Linked DNA regions of Pelodiscus sinensis: region 1 is linked to region 2. The links are chromatin contacts, called in public Hi-C maps. All regions are on one chromosome and are shown on one strand. Each heading gives the region's core, a stretch centred on a gene start, on an enhancer-like site or on the middle of the called end of the contact. The rest is flanking DNA. Distances are from core to core; before and after follow the strand shown.

Region 1 (2,757 bases), core at 41-2,540, 770 kb after region 2:
CTCTGTCTCGGGCCCGGCAGCTTTTCACTGCGGTGGAACGTGTCCATCAGCCGGGAGCCTCCTGTTCACACAGGGGCTATACCCAGCGGGGGACAGGAGATGAGCGCAGCGTCAAGCAGCAGCGCCGTGCCTGGGGCGCAAGAGGGGGGTCCCAGGCAGTTGGGGTGGGAGAGGCAGAAGGAAACAGGGTGTGCGGGGGGAGGAAGGAATTTGACCATGGAGTAGGAGGGAGCCAGGCGGGCCAAGACTATGCGCTGGGGACGGTCTATACCGAGTGTGTGTGACAGGGCGTGGGGAGGATTCAGGATGGGTTTGATGGGGGCGGAGGATGCCGGGGAACAAGGGTCTGGCTGAAACAGGGAGCCAACGCGTCTGCTTAGGAGGAAGCAAGCAAAGGGGGAGAGTTGGGGCAAAGGATAAAGTGGGAAGCGAAGGCGGGCACGGGGAACTTGTGTCTCCAAGGGGGCGAGGAGGGGAAGGTGGACGAGTGGCGGGAAGGCTGAGGGTGCGTGGCACGTGGATGTGGAGAAAGCGGGAGGCAGGCGGCGTGTTCTGGGGAACAGCTGTGTGGAAGGGCAGCGGGGATAGCAGCACGGGATGCGGAGTGGGGCAGGAGAAAGGAAACTGTATGTGCCTCGAGGGGGCAAGTGCTAGGAGCAGCGGGACGAGGGTAAGGCGTGTGCTCAGTGGGGCAAATCCCGAGGCTTTGGCTCCAAGTGCGGCCCCAGGAGGCGATGCGCTGCGAGCCGGGGTTGGAGGGGGGAGAATGGACACATGTGTGCCGCGTAGGGCAGAGCCGGGGGAGGAGAAGGCAGTTGGGAGGGGGAGGTGAAGAGGAGTCAGGTCTGTGTGTACAGCGCCCAGCTTGGCCCAGGAGTGCAGAGTAGGGGGCAGGAGATGTGAGGAGGCAGCTGGTGTGTGTAGATGTGGGGCGAGGAGGAAGGGGCAGTGTGCGCGGCACCGGGAGGAAAAGGGGCGAAGGTGGAAGGAAAGGGGGAATCGGGGCTCGCAGTGCCTGGAGGGGACTAGGGATCGAAGAGGTGCGGAGCGGGGAGAGAGGAGGAAAAGCAAAGTGCGCGGCGGGGGGAGGAGAAGTGGGGAATGAGTGTAAAGTGGGGGCAGGAGGTGGGCGAAGCGGCGTGTGTGCAGCGAGGAAAAGGAGGCATAGGCAGGGTGTGTGTGTGCGCGCGGGTTGGGGGGGAGGAGGACCAGGCAGAGTGTGTGTGGAGTGGAAGGGGGAGGGGTGGCGTGCGAGGAGGAGGGGGAGGCGGCTGAGTTGTGGGATTGGGTCATGGGGAGGCTGACGAGCTCCGACTACACCGACACTAATTCCCAGGCCACCCTTAAGGAATGAGGAGCCCCACGTGATGCTGGCGGGGCGGGCGAACTCTGAGCCATTTTGGGGACGGTGTCAGTTTCCACTGTGTGCCTTCAGCGTTGCATTTTTTCCCTCCTCCGCCCTCCCTTCCCCGTTTCCCCACCAACAGCTATGAAATAATAATAATAAAAAGGAGAGCAAGAGGCAGAGCAGGGGGACGAGGGGGAGACAATGGGCTGGTGGAGAGAGAACCCATCCGGATTAGAAAGATTTTAAACTCCCTGCTCCTCGGCCACCCAAAAACCCAACTCAGAGGGAGAGAGCGAGGGAGTGAGAAGGGTCGGTGGAGGAGAGGAGAAAACCCGCTTGTTTTGTAACTAACATGAGCTGAGAGCAGCAGCAGCAGCAGCAATAAGCTTATTGCAATTGACAGCGTCTGCAGTTCATTTCAAGATGGCCGCTTGGCTCACATTCATTTTCTGCTGAACGACTTTTAACTTTCATTGTCTTTTTTGGCCGCTCCGATCATCACCCACCGGCTCCTTTTTCCGGGTATGTATGAAGCGAGGTGTCTCCTTGCCAAGGACGGGGGGCGAAGGGGGCTTTGCGGCGGGTTTAGGCCGGTTTGGGGGATGCAAAGGGGAGCCTAGATGTCCCCCAAGCTCTCTGTATGGGAAAAGCGCTGACAGGCTGCTCCAACCACACACACACACACATCGACACACAGCAGCAGCCGCCTGTGCACTCACTTTCGTTACGCACCCACATTTGCAAATTTTAGTTCATTTCTTTCCTCAGCTGCCCCCTAAAATGTTTCTGTGCACATGGCCCCCTAGGAGAATATTTATATTTCCCGTCCTTGCTTCCAGCCCGGCCTCAGCGCCCTTTGTTTAAAGGCAGATTTTGATTAAACGGGGACGGTTCATGAAATCTGGAGCTGCCTAGGTCAAGTGATTTCAGTCCTCTCCGAAAGAACCGTGCTTGGGGGGGTTTAAAATGTGAGATACTGCACCCATTTTATAGAGATAGGGCCACTGGAGGGTAGGGAACCCCCTGGAAGGGTTGTTAGACCGGGGGGGACCGCAAAGAAAATGTTATTAACTTAAGTTGGACAAACACTTCTGTGAAATTTGATGGCTTGTAAGATGGCGGTTCCCAGTTGTTTCCAATGCCTCCGTTTGCATTTGGGCTTAAAATGCTAAAGTTTCTAGACTTGTACGTCTTGAGGGGGGCACAGGGGAGACCAAAGTTGAAAGATAACTTTTTGGGGAAGAAATTACTTTGACTATGATCCTTAAAGTGGGTGTGCTTATTTACTATAACGAAGCTGGTGTGACTGCAGGACAGAGTGGCTTTTTGAATGACTTTCTTTTAACTGGTATTTTCCTTCTAAGCCCGGGAAGGATAAATTAACATGAAATTCTTGGTAAAGTCTTGAC
Region 2 (2,920 bases), core at 148-2,647:
CTCTTTAGCTGAAATTCTGTCTGTAATATTGGGGGAGGGGAAGGAGGACGTGGGCTCACGTCAGACCCATAACAAAGCATAGATAAGCCAGAAATGTATACACTTTTCACAATTAACCGTGCTGGATCACAAGCTGCAATGTCCTAGAGACCCAAACTCCACATCAGGATTCTTGTGTGCTGACTGCTTCAAGTAGAGAAAAAAGAATGTAAAATATCCAAGGTGCTTCCAGAGGCTTTACGTAATAACAAAAAAGTGCTGGCACACGATGTAGAATACTTCAGTGGTCCAGGAGACTTTTGGTTTGCAGTCTGTACGTTCAGTTTGGGGCAGGCCTTCTGCAGAATTTAGCTGTTCCATTTGTACCAACCCTTTTAAAAATCATTTTGAAGAAGCATCAAGGAGGCTTAACCTCTTCGCGGTGACGTTAAAATACTTCAGTCAGGCACAAATGATTTCGAAAATGTTGCAATGTTAGCAAACCTCTTCCTTCGTGCGTTAAAATGATGTTTGCGGTTTGCATGTCAAAAGCTGCAAAAATAACTATCCGCCTATAATCAGTTTGCAACTGAAAACTGGATATAACGCAAGCACTTATATACAGCAATAGTTCACTGCGTATCCAAAATTAGACATATCCGTGTGATTAAGAAAACAGCTCGTATTTCTGGGACTAATTTTTCCCCTCTAATTCAAAAGTTCCATTATCCATTCTATAGATTGGCAATATGGTGAGTGGATCTCGTATTACACCATCAGGTATAGCTGTAATAAATAAAAGGATCGCTTTAAAAATAATGTTCGGTAGTTTTGCGTTACAAGGTAAAATACACACAACCTCTCAATTGCGCAGGAATTCTGGAGAGAACCGGGAATGTATAGAAGTGCATCCGGAAATTAAGGAAGTCTATTTAGGAGAGTCTGCAACTCAGAAGGTTGAGATTTGCAAAGGCACCCCTAGACTACTGTTGCTCTCTGCACAGATGTAATCGCTGCTCTTCAACTTAATCAATGTGTGTACAAACCACGTCTAGCTCTTCCTTTTGAAATACTAAGGATAGTATTCCCATCCAAGAAACCAGAGCTACAGCAAATTACATTTTGTCCCTTGAATGAGAAAAGGATCATTGAATGGATCTCGTGATATTTCAGCCTTTAAACGTAACCAAGAGGCAGCAGTGAACAATGCCTCGTCACAGCTAATACCATCCACAGAGTTAAGCCTTCTTTTGCATTGCATCTGGATTTATCAGCGTACATTTTCCTTTCTCATTTGCGTAAGAGACGTCATTTTATATTCTCTCGCTGAAAGTAAACTTGCGAGGGAAAACAGCTGCTAGCATTAAAAGGAAATCATCGTAGTCTTTCTAGAACTACAGACAATGAGATCGTTTAAAAATTCCTCCTGATGCACTTTAATGCTGCTCGCACTCCCACTCCCACCCCCACCACACTATTCCCCTCCCCCTGTTTTAAGGTTAAGGCTGTGGATTCAAACAGTAAAGAAACTAAACTCAGATAAAGCTTTTAAAGAAGACATTACAAAAAAGGTGGGCTGAAAAGTCATTTCTTTGCCAGGTAGTTTAGTTGTTCTCGGTTGCTGTTAAGTACACACACACACACACACACACACACTTTTACTGCAGATAACAGTGTGGTAATGAGATTCAGCAACTATTTTTAAAATATATGCTTTTTTGTTTGTTTAATACTTGCTCTATCAAATGTTCGAAACAAGAAGCTGTTCCCGAATCTGCCCCCCCAAAAGGTATAGCCATGAGCTTCTGAATGTAGTCAGAGCCAATGTTAAATGAGAGAGCCAGAAGTCTTAGACAAAATCTCTCTCTCTCACACACACACACTAACACTAACTCTCTCTCTCTCTCTCTCTCTCTCTCACACACACACACACACACACACACACACACACACACACACACACACACACACTAACTCTCTCTCTTCTCTCTCTCTCTCTTTCACAGCACACACACACACACTCATAGAAATACATGGACTTTCAATTGCATATCTTTCCCCATATAACACACAGAGTCTTTTGTTTCTTTCACTTCTCCATCATTTTTTGTCAGGCAGCTTTCTTATGGCCATCAGCACACACTGTATATTAGGATCTTCTTCAGGCACACTGGGGGTAGATAACTATAAAGAAAGCTGGTAGAGGCCCTTGCCGGTGCACTCCCACGTACCCTGTAAAGGCAGGGGTCTTGAAACTGGATTTGCACACACAGGGGATTCTAATCAATAGCTACCAACATTTATGGTTTAGATTATTAATGTGAATGCTAGCCAAAAGAATGCACAGGAAAAATTAAAGGTGTCTTTTATCAATTATATTAAAACTTATGCAATAATTTACTTGCTCCCTCTGTGTGTGTGTGTTTGTGTGTGGGATCCTGCTGTACATTTCCTTGGTAATTTTGTTGACCATATCAGCCTCCCTTAAAATCAAAGATGAACACAATTCTAAAGATGGATGTTTGCCTCACACTTCTTCAGAATAGAAGGTGTAAGTATGCCTGTTTTACCAACTATGTGCACATGCAACAATATATAGGTCTGAATACACATCTTATTAATCAAATGTGCTCTTTTTCACTTTGAGTAAGGTGTAATCTACATCCTACAGTGAGATTATATTTCAGTTCTGAAGCTTTCTGATCAAAGGATAAATCTAGTGGAAAACAAAGAAAATAATTTTCATAATATAGTACTGAACACATTTTCACATTTATCTGATTACTTTCATGTTTGAAAAGTTGTATAAAAATATATAGATTTGCAAAGACATTTAATTATATTGCTTTGGAAAGAATGTGTATAACATTTAAGATGCTTTTTTATTTTATGTTTTGATTTATTGTCATTGTCTGATTGTGTTTAAATACCACTACAATTC

What was found. A called contact is a pair of places that touch in the nucleus more often than the background predicts.
Region 1: a Hi-C map of liver shows a contact between it and region 2, with 5 times the contacts expected there. The contact joins the promoter of BMI1 here to the promoter of SKIDA1 in region 2. A contact is called at or near these places in 3 of 5 Hi-C or Micro-C datasets (liver and an unstated tissue).

What each region holds. Positions count from the first base shown.
Region 1 is chr2:222,903,863-222,906,619 of ASM4963464v1, forward strand. It overlaps BMI1 (BMI1 proto-oncogene, polycomb ring finger), which reads left to right and starts at 1,291. Exons shown (of 10, transcript XM_075922504.1): 1 at 1,291-1,870.
Region 2 is chr2:222,137,203-222,140,122 of ASM4963464v1, forward strand. SKIDA1 (SKI/DACH domain containing 1) reads right to left here and starts at 1,398. Exons shown (of 2, transcript XM_075922501.1): 1 at 1-1,398.